Linked DNA regions of Pan troglodytes: region 2 is linked to region 1. The links are chromatin contacts, called in public Hi-C maps. All regions are on one chromosome and are shown on one strand. Each heading gives the region's core, a stretch centred on a gene start, on an enhancer-like site or on the middle of the called end of the contact. The rest is flanking DNA. Distances are from core to core; before and after follow the strand shown. Region 1 holds the start of CFAP251 (cilia and flagella associated protein 251). Region 2 holds the start of BCL7A (BAF chromatin remodeling complex subunit BCL7A).

Evidence for each region. A called contact is a pair of places that touch in the nucleus more often than the background predicts.
Region 2: a contact with region 1 is called in a Hi-C map of stem cell-derived neural progenitor cells, with 2.6 times the contacts expected there. The contact joins the promoter of BCL7A here to the promoter of CFAP251 in region 1. A contact is called at or near these places in 1 of 7 Hi-C or Micro-C datasets (stem cell-derived neural progenitor cells) and 1 of 1 datasets of contacts at active chromatin or transcription factors (stem cell-derived excitatory neurons).

Annotation. Positions count from the first base shown.
Region 1 is chr10:128,751,574-128,756,990 of NHGRI_mPanTro3-v2.0_pri, reverse strand. CFAP251 (cilia and flagella associated protein 251) reads right to left here and starts at 2,532. Exons shown (of 22, transcript XM_063785153.1): 1 at 2,333-2,532. It overlaps PSMD9 (proteasome 26S subunit, non-ATPase 9), which reads right to left. Exons shown (of 6, transcript NM_001246400.1): 5 at 5,097-5,185; 6 at 3,179-4,757. The coding sequence ends at 4,730.
Region 2 is chr10:128,854,289-128,859,705 of NHGRI_mPanTro3-v2.0_pri, reverse strand. It overlaps BCL7A (BAF chromatin remodeling complex subunit BCL7A), which reads right to left and starts at 2,003. Exons shown (of 6, transcript XM_016924434.4): 1 at 1,615-2,003. The coding sequence starts at 1,706.

The DNA.
Region 1 (5,417 bases), core at 1,283-3,782:
ATGATGAAACCCCGTTTCTACTAAAAATACAAAAATTAGCTGGGTGTGGTGGCGGGTGCCTGTAATCCCAGCTACTCAGGAGGCTGAGGCAGGAGAATTGCTTGAACCTGGGAGGCAGAGGTTGCAGTGAGCCAAGATCACACCATTGCACTCCAGCCTGGGTAACAAGAGCAAAGTTCTGTCTCAAAAATAAAAACAAAAAAAGAATGTCATATTTCTGGCCAGGCACAGTGGCTCACGCCTGTAATCCCAACACTTTGGGAGGCTGAGCTGGGAGAATCAGTTGAGGTCAGGAGTTTGAGACCAGCCTGGCCAACATGGTGAAACCCCATCTCTACTAAAAATACAAAAAGTTGGCCGGGCGTGGTGGCTCACGCCTGTAATCCCAGCACTTTGGGAGGCCGACGCGGGTGGATCATGAGGTCAGGAGATCGAGACCATCCTGGCTAACACGGTGAAAGCCCGTCTCTACTAAAAATACAAAAAATTAGCCGGGCGTGGCGGCGGGCGCCTGTAGTCCCAGCTACTCGGAAGGCTGAGGCAGGAGAATGGTGTGAACCCGGGAGGCGGAGCTTGCAGTGAGCCGAGATCGTGCCACTGCACTCCAGCCTGGGCAACAGAGAGAGACTCCGTCTCAAAAAAAAAAAAAATACAAAATGTTAGCCGGGTGTGGTGGTGGTGCCTGTAATCTGAGCTACTCAGAAGGCTAAGGCAGGAGAATCGCTTGAATCCGGGAGGCGGAGGTTGCAGTGAGCCAAGATCATGCCACTGCAGTCCAGCCTGGGCAACAGAGCGAGACCTTCTCTCAAAAAAAAAAAAAAAAAAAGTCACATTTGTGGGAAACCTTTTTTTTTTTTTTTTTTTTTTTCTTCAGACACAGTTTTGTTCTTGTTGCCCAGGCTGGAGTGCAGTGGCACGATCTTGGCTCACTGCAATTACCACCTCCAGGGTTCAAGCAATTCTCCTGCCTCAGCCTCCCGAGCAGCTGGGATTACAGGCGTCTGCCACCACACCCAGCTAATTTTTGTATTTTTTCAGTGGAGGCAGGGTTTCACCATTTTGGCCAGTCTGGTCTTAAACTCCTGACCTCAAGTGATCCGCCCACCTTGGCTTCCCAAAGTGCTGGGATTACAGGCGTGAGCCATCACGCGCAGCTGGGAAATCTTAAAGTATATGTATTTGTGGCCCAGATCTTAAAAATACTGATCCAGGGCCTGTCAACTTTCTAGGAATAAACACCTTGTAGCCTTTTTACTCATTTAAAATATATTTATATTCCCACAGGCAACAAAATGCATAACCCACATATTAGCAACAATTCTAGAAACAGGAATACGAGAAGAAGCAGGGTAGCCTAGTGGTTAAAAGCAAGGGCCTTGCTGTCAGCTTGTCCCAGCATTGAATCCCATTTCCACCATGTACTTGCTCTGTGACCTTGGGCAAGTCACTTTACCCCTCAGAGTCTGCATTTTCTCATGGGCAAAATGAAAAGAATAATCCTAAATTCTAGGGTTGTTGTAGAAAAGTGATAACATATATAAAATGCTCAACACAATTCTGGCACATACAGCTTGAAAAAATGGTAGCAGTTGTTATTATTTGAGAGAAAAGCAATCCTAATGTGCAAAGAAATGAACAGTTTGAAAGCCTTCTGGCATATTCTCCATTTATTCCTTACCACAAACAAGAGTTTGAACTAGGAAAACAATAAGGGTGGATACTTTATCCCTAAAGAGTTGGACCCCGAACAAAAAAAATCCCCACATTTTCGGTGACATTAGAATAAAAGAACTCAACACTTTGAAAATAAAGTCCCAGAGAGTACAGAGTAGAAAAGGTATTTCTATTTTTTAATTTCTTTCTCAGCACGAAATGTATCAGCTCCTCAAATTCATCTCTGGTAAAAATAATAATAATAATAATAAAATAAATAATGAATGGATAAATGAGTTTGAGGCTCTGAGAGGTGAAGTGACTTATTCAACATGACACCGCTAGTAAGAACGAGATCTCTCTGGCACTTAGTTTCTCCAGCTGAAAAATCACTGCTCTGAATAAAGTCTAGGGCTCTCACCACCGAGCCTCTTTTGACTGAGCCCAACTTCGCCGGCGCGTCTGGACAGCCGCAGGGGTTTGGGGCAGAAGTGCCAGGTGCGTGGCTCTGTGAGGGGATTAAAGCCCAGGTGCGGCCTCTGCCTCCAACTCAGGTCTCCCTGGGGCCGCCCCAGGCCCCACAAGGGCCAGGTCGGGTGAGCGCCCCCCAAGGGGCGCCAGACCCCGCCAGGTCGGGGGCCCCCTCGCCAGGGCCGCGTGGCCTCCGCCCCGGACTTACAGAGAGCACCCACCCCGGTCTTCAAAAGGCCAGAGTCGTCCCGCCGCCTGGACCCCTCAGCCACCTCCCGGGCCTCCTTCTAGCGGCTGCCACCTTCTCCACCAGCTCCCTAGTTCTGGTTGCCATCCAAGCTCCGTCTCCATGGCAACCGCCACCGCAGGAAGCGACAGGCCCTAAAGCAACAGGGCAGGGCGGTGGTCACGTGCCAGGAAGCGGTGACGAGCATGCCCGACGTGCCCCCTGCTGGTCGCTGGCGGCATAGACATTCCTCGCTTTTCTGTCCTTCCTCCGCTCGCACGATCCCCACCTTTTCACATGGTCCCGTCCCCTACGAAGCTGCAGCGGCCAATACTGCCAATTTTTACTTTCCGCAACCTTGGCAAGATGGGGTGGAGAAGTATGAACTCGGATACAATGCTCTTTTCCAAAAGCAAACTGAATTTCCAGGTCTCATGGATGCAGCACACAATCGTCCTGCCTGCCTCCTCACCGGGCATCGCGTGTTGCAGACAATTCCAGCTGGCTGGGGGCAGATATGACACAGGGTGCACCAGCTTGCGGTTCTCAGCACAAAGCGTTTCCGCAAAACCGGTCTGGCTATATCTATTAGGATCATTCCACGTCAAAGTGGCTCTCCACTAACATCTCATGGAAGACGGCAACAGGTGGCCACACGGGTTTCCACTGGGAGCCCTGCAGGAAGCCAGCCAGAGCCACTGAGGCAAAAGGCTCTCTGCTGCTGTCATTTTAGGAGAATGTGAATAATTCTCCCCGCCCATACTGCCACGCCCCAGTGATGGTAAATTGATTAATATGCATACATCTTAAAATAAAAAAGAAAGGATAAACTGGGCAAGCTGTGTTTATTATAGTCTGAGACTTTATAAAGAGACTGGAAAATACGTGGAATTAGAACATGCAATTTAAACAGCAAACATTGGTAAACACAGCATGTCTGTGGCTACCAGAGGGGAATACGTATGACTGTCAGGTCAAATAGAGTTTGAGGGAATTCGCCCAATAGGAGGGCTTTGGAATTGACTGTGAGAACCTGTGGCTGGAAGCACACAGCAATACCAATCCCATCAAGGCAAGCTGGTATCTGTATCCAACCACAGCAAAACCAGGCCCAAGGAACACAGGGCTTGCCTGGCAGAACTGCCAAAACAGAAAGCGGTGTGCAAGAACTGGGGAAATGAACACTGATACCATGGAGAGGAAAAAATAATTCAAAGCATCGGCAGGAATCCCTGAGAACCATTTTACCATCTTAAAAGAGACAAAAAATAAAAGGGAGGAAGAATAAGCATTTTCAAGAGGTCTGATCTACTTGTTCCTATCCATACCTCAGCGGTTTACAAAATAGCGCTGATCTCAGGGCATAGCCAGGAGGTTCAATTATAAAAAGTCAAACTAGCAGTGGGCTGGGCACAGTGGCTCACGCCTGTGATCCCAGCACTTTAGGAGGCCAAGGCAGGAGGACTGCTTGAGCCCAGGAGTTCGAGACCAACCTGGTCAACACAGGGAGACCCTGTCTCTACAAAAAATAAATTAGCTATGCATGATGGTGCACGCCTGTGGTCCCAGATACTTGGGCGGCTGAGGCAGTGCCCACAGGGTCAAGGCTTCAGTGAACCTTGATCACGACACTGCACTCCAGCCTGGGTGACAAAGCAAGACCTTGTCTCCAGAAAACAAAAACAAAAACACACAAAAACAGAGGGGTTCTTACTACCGAAGTGAAAGGAGCTTGCTGCCCTCTGGTGGGTTCCTAAAGAGGAAGCTGACACTACACCATGCTGGGCCACCTGGGAAGCCTCCAGGCTTTCCCTGTTCTCCAAAGGGAGCTACTATGGCCCTGACAGCCCAGCTGCTGAGGAAGCACAGTACTTAACAATTTCCGTATCCACAGCAGCAAGGCCTCAGTGCAAAGAAATATGTTGGTCAAAGCCTGACTTCACAATTGCTAGCCTGTTTTGCCCAACTTTCTATGAAGCTCTTCTGACCCCATCTGAGCTTTGGTTTGGGAGGGTCATAAGAAATTCAGCTGGGGTGACAACAGGGTCATATCAGCACTGTAAAACTCTTTATTAAAAATAATAATAATAATCACACCACTACCTGCCAGAATAACTTCCGCCCACTTGCCCACAATCCAGGGAATTCCTATTTAGGGCCGTGGCCTAATTTGTGAAAGAGGCCAAGCATAAGTTTTTAAGAATGCCTTAATCCAGGGAGATTACACTGGTGGGCCACAGTACTGCCACCACACAGAAGTTCAGGTTACAAGCCTCTTCCAGATCCTTATGCTTCAGGGAGAGAAGACAAGTTGGAAATCCCTAGACCCAAGTCCAGGGCAAGGGAAGATGCTTTCCTGTTACTGTTCCCCAGGGACAATCATCTTTGCAGAGGAATAATGTTGCAGCTGGAAGAAAGAAGAAAAGGAATGGCGTAAGTTTGGAGGCTCCCTTCAGGAAGGTCAGAGGCTGAGCCCTTCTGACCTTTTCACCAATGTTCTTTCATTCTTTTAAAGGAAATGCCTAGTGCATGAATGAACTGGAGAGACTCCCAGGAGAGACTCTGGGGCTCCCTCTGCTTCTACAGCTGTAGTCTCGTTCCTACCACGAGGACTTATCTGCAGTTTCCATGCAAACTGGGGATTCCCATTATTCCTCAATGTCTCCCCAGCCTTCCCCTCCAGCTTCATGTTTAACAAACACTCAAATGATGCCCCAGTGAGAATGAACAGAAACAGATACTTTACCCCAGCAGTCCTTTTCCTGCCCAGCGTGTTGGAACAAGTCTAAGCTGGTGTTTTTCCCCCCTGCGGATCACTGTCACATTCAGGGGCTTCTGAAAAGAAAATAAGCTCATTTCGTGTTCAGCCTCGTTAGTACTCAGAGATGCAGGCTAAAATGCTGAGATCCCATTTTTTGCCTATCAAATTGGTAAAGATTTACATTTGCAGCATAATCCTGTGGTTGGCGAGAGGGTGGGGAACGTGGCACTGCACTCTCAGGGCAGCCAGGGTGCTGACCTCAGTACCATCTTCCTCAAAAAACACGTGTCCCACCACCAACGATCT
Region 2 (5,417 bases), core at 754-3,253, 100 kb before region 1:
CAGTAGAGGGGGCTGCGGGTTGTTTTCCAGCGTGTGTGTGTTGGCCTGCAGCTGTTTCTGCCATTTTTAAATGGCTCCAGTCGGGCACCGGGCACCCTGTGTACCAGGGGAGCTCCCGAGACACCGACGACTTGGATCTCAACTTTGGAAAGCCTCCCCTTCTCACGGTTCTGAAAATTCTTTGTCCCACTGGAGCCAAACCCAGCCCACGGCCGGGCATCCGGCCATCGCAGCCAGCCCTTTCCATAGGAGGCCGGGGAGCACGTGGACTTTATTGATTTTCCTCTTGCCTTTTTTGTTGGGTTTGACTCAGAAAGGACAGCTAACTTGTGACACCGCCACACCGGAGGCTCGCCCCCAGTGGCTTTTAGAGACCGAGGCGCTACTCGAGAAACGACACCCCCAAACGTAAACATCCCCTGCCACAGGGCCTGCCCAGCTTCCAGGCTCGAAATAAAGGGTCGAGACGAGCCCGCGGGCGCTGACACTCAGAGCCAGCGTCGCGGCGGCTCCTCTCCCTCCGGGACCCCAGTGAAGGCGTGGGAAAAAAATAATAAAGTTGAAATCAGGCAGCGGGGAGTTTTCAACAACTCTGACCCAACCTGGCGATCTGCTTGCGCCTCGGGCCTGGCCCAGGGGCCGATTCCGAGCAGACCCCGACGAGGCCGCGGAAAGGTTCGATCCCCTTAATGTCGACCGGGCCACGCCGGGCGGACGCTAATGTGATCCCGAAAACCACGCGCGGCCGCCACCAAGTCCCCCTCTCCCCCGTGCAGAGAACAAAAACAACAGCTCCCTCCGCAAAACAAACACGAGCTCCCGGTGTGGAGAGGCAGCCGCGGCCCAGGACGAACGGCTTCTGGCCAAAAACATCGGCTGGCCCGAGCCCCCCGCCCGGGGCGCCGTGCAGAGCGGGGTGGGACGTGGGCGCCCCGCGCCCCTGGCCGCTGGCTCCCAGCGCTCGCCCCCATCTTTCCTGGTCGCCGAGAGCCCTCGCTCCAGGCAGCCCAAAGCGCTAAATTTAAACGGCTCGCGCTCTGCAAACTCCGCAGACTCGAGGGCGCCGGGCCCGGGAGGCGGGAGCGGGCGGCCGGGCGGGCCGGGGCTGGCGGAGGGCGGCGGGGCGCGGGCCGGGGCGCGCGGGGAGGAGACGGCGGCGGCGGCCCGCTCGGAGCCTGCACAATGGAGCTCGCGCTCTCCCCGCCGCCGCCGGCATCGCGGCCCCGGCGCGCGGGAAGCCGCTTTCATGTGACTTGCACAAAACGAAATGGCTTCTGGGGCCGGCCCCGAGCCCCCCTCCCGGGAGCCGAGCGCCGCGGCGGGGGCCGCCCCGCCGCTCCAACCGCCTGGCCCCGGCGCCCGCCGCCTCCGGGCCGCCGCGCCAGGTGGGCTACAGGCGCGAGCGCACCTGGGCAGCGGCCGCGGCCCCCGCCTGGCGCAGGTGACCCGGCTCGCGCGCCGCCCGCCCGTCCGCCCGCCGTCGCCAAGTCCCGGGGCCCGCGGCGGGGCTGGGCCAGGGCAGGCGGCCGGGGCGCTGCGCCCCGCGGCTCTCTGGAGCCGCGCTCGGGCTCGGGGCGGCCGGGGAGGCGGCTGGCGGCGGGCGCCTCCGCTTACCATTTGCGCACTTTCTCGATCGCCGCCATGACCCTCTTGATATCATCTTTGGCCCGGCTCCTCGTCTCGGCTCGAACCGACCTGCCCGACATGGTTCCGGCGGGGAGACGGAGGCTGGGGAGCGCGCCCGCCGGGTCCTGCTCGCGCTCCGCGGCGGCCACACTCGCGCCCGCCCGCCGCTCACTCACTCGCGCACAGACACTCGCACTCTCACACGCACACACTCACACACACACACACACACACACACACACACATACACACACACAAAGCCCGGGGCCGCCGCGCGCCTGGCCCAGTGCGCAAGCGCCGGGCGGCAGCTGCACCGAGCAGGGGGAGCCGCGCCGCCGCCGCCGCCGGCAGTGCGGCCTCCGGGCGCCGCGGCCACCGGGCAGCGCCCCCGGGCCTCCTGCGCCCCCAGAGGGGACGCCCCGGACGCCCTCCTGGGGAGGTGGCGAAGGGCGCACGGCGACCCCCGGCTCTGGGCGCGCGGTGGGGGCAGGCGTGCGGACACGCGCGCTGACCCTTCCTCGGAGGCCGCAGGTGCCGAGGGGTCCACGGGAGACAGCCGGTCAGCGGGGCGCGGGGGGGTCGCGTTCCCCGGGAGCCAGCCCAGCTGCCCCTGCCCAGCCCCCGGAGCGCGGCGGCGGGTGCAGTCGTGCAAGTTTCTTGCGGGTCTCTTGACTTCTCCGAGTTGAAGGCACCGGTTCGGGACGCGAGGTGCTCTTGGAAAGAGTTGGGCATCGCGCATCTCTGCTGGCCCGCGGCCCTGTTCAAATGCGAGCTAGGACGTCGCCTGCCCCAGGCTTTGTCCTTTTGGAAAACTAGGGTTGTAGGAAGGTGCCTGGTGCCAGGCAGACCACCAGAGACTCTCGACCTTGAGTACTAAAGAGTTTTCTGCTCAGCAAAAGCTCAATGATGATCAGCATCGTAACAGGGACTCTTCCTCCCGCCCCCAGAAGTTCTCTTGTCATAAACAAGGGGAGGGGGTCTTCGCTGAGCTTCACCAGAGGACCACGATTTCACCTTAAGCCATTCCTGACTTCAGTACCAGACTGAGACCAGGCGCTGCTACTGCCCAAATGACCCCTGGTCCCATCTACAAGGAGCACTTTTGAGGCCTCAGAACAGAGCCCCGGGGAGAAATCTGCGATGATCAGGGTAACCTGGGTGCGGCATCTTGGTGTTCAGCTGCAGCGGAACCGGCCGGACCAGAGCTAATGCGCGCCCAGAATGAAGAGGGAGACCGAGAGTGGCCCAAATGTCAGCGCCCCGGGCCTGGAGATGACAGCCCGACAGCAGCCATTTCACAGCTGGGGAAACTGAGTCCTGGGAAAGTTCAAGGTTGCAGCCTTAAGTTGTTACTCATTCTAGACGTTTCCCCTGAGGGTTTGGTCTTTGGGGAACACGCTACTGTGGAAATGGAGAGACCGCAGGCCTTTTCCTAGGCATTTCTTTTTACTATTCTGAAACGCAGTCTCCTGACGTGAAAAATGAAGAAAAGAACAAATACCGGCCGGGCGCGGTGGCTCATGCCTGTAATACCAGCACTTTGGGAGGCCGAGGCGGGTGGATCACTTGAGGTTAAGAGTTCGATACCAGCCTGGCCAACATGGTGGGTGAAACCCCGTCTCTACTAAAAATACAAAAATTAGCCGGGCGCTGTGGTGGGCTCCTGTAATCGCAGCTACTCGGGAGTCTGAGGCAGGAGACTCGCTTGAACCTGGGAGACGGAGGTTGCAGTGAGCAGAGATCCAGCCACTGCACTCCAGCCTGGGAGACAGAGTGAGACCCTGTCTCAGAAAAAAAAAAGGCCGGGCGCGGTGGTTCATGCCTGTAATCCCAGCACTTTGGAGGCCGAAGTGGGCAGATCACGAGGTCAGGAGTTCGAGACCAGCCTGGCCAACATGGAGAAACCCTGTCTCTACTAAAAATACAAAAATTAGCTGGGCGTGGTGGTGCAGGCCTGTAATCTGAGCTACGCGGGAGGCTGAGGCAGGAAAATGCTTGAACCTGGGAGGCAGAGGTGCAATGATCATGCCATTGCACTCCAGCCTGGGCAACAGAGCAAAACTGAATATCAAAAAAAAAACAACAACAACAAAATAAAACAAAACAAAACAAAAAAAGAGAGAGAAAGAAAAAGAAAAAAAAGAGAAAGAGAAAGAGAAAGAAGGACTTCAGAAAATCGTTCCGAGAATTTTCTGGGAAAATATGCAACAGCAGGTCATAAAACAGATCTCACAGAGATATGTGAGATCAATAGATATGTGCTTTGGGCCACATGAAACTTTAAAAAAATGTATCTTAAAATTTAAAATAGGAAAATATTATGTCAGAATTCAAATAGTGACTGAGGAACAGATAAATGTGTCTATCCACACAATGGAATATTATTCAGCCATAAAAGGGAATGAATACATGCTACAACATGGGTGAACCTTGAAACACGCTAAGTGAAAGAAGCCAGTCACAAAAGGATAAATATGCATAAGTCCATTTGCGGGAGATATCTAAAACTAGGCGAATCCATAAAGACAGACATCAGATTGGTGGTTGCCAGGGGCAAGGGGGAGGGGAGAACAGGAGTGACTGCTAACGGATGTGGGGTTTCCTTTTGGAGTGATAGGAAAGTTCTGGAATGAGATAGTGGTGATGGTTGCAGAACAATGTGAATGTACTTAATGACACTGAATTGTACACTTTTAAATGGTTACAATGGTCAATTTTATGTGTATTTGATCATAATAAAAAGAAATCAAGGCTGGGTGCGGTGGCTCACATCTGTGATTCCAGCACTTTGGGAGGCCGAGGTGGGTGGACTGCTAGAGGCCAGGAGTTTGAGACCAGCCTGGGCAACATGGTGAAACCCCATCTCTACAAAAAATTCAAAAAATAGCCAGGTGTGGTTGTGCGCATCTGCAGCCCCAGCTGCTCAGGAGGCTGAGGTGGGGAAGATGGCTTGAGCCCAGAACGTAGAGGCTGCAGTGAGCCAAGATCATGCCACTGCATGAAGCAAAGAAAGAGAGAGAGAGAGAGAGAGAAAGAAAGAACGAAAGAAAGGAAGAAGAAAAGAAAAGAGAGAGGGATGAGGAGAAGGAGAGAGGGAGGGAAGGAAGAAGGAAGAAAAAGAGGGAAGGAGGGAGGGAGGAAGGAAGGAAGGAAAAAAAAATACCCAGCTTCTCTAGAACCAGCAGATCTGCATACTGGACCCTCAGTGCCACATGGCACCCATCGGCTAGAGCAGAGAGCTCTGTCTGTATCTTTCAGACAGAGTTCTCTGGGTCACCAGTGCACTCATAGCCACTTTACTCATTTGTGTTACCTGTCTGGCCCCTGAAAGTATTTGTGATTTTGATCCCCAATAAAACCATAAAGCTTTCTTCAAATGTCCTTTGTAAATCTAGTATGTCACTTTTAGTAGTTTCCTGTCTCCTGCAGGTATTTTTACACTTCTTTCTTTCAACAAAGCACAGTAGTTTTACAGCCTGTGTCTGATGATTCTAGTATTTGAAGTCTCCAAGAGTCTGTTTCTGCTAGGTCTTGCTCATGGTGTCATAGTTCCTTGTTATATGCCTGGTTCTCTTTGACCATGCTGGACACTATTTTAAAATTTATTCATAGGGATAATTTGAGGCCTCTCCCTAGAAATAATTTATATTTGCTTCTGCCAGGCTCCTCAGGTCACTGCTAGTCTGGGATGACCTTAATCCTAGTTCAGGGTTTGTGAGTCCCTGACCACTCAGGTGATGCGAATCCTGGCCGCATAGTTGTGCAAGACTGGTTGACTTCTTGTAGTCTGA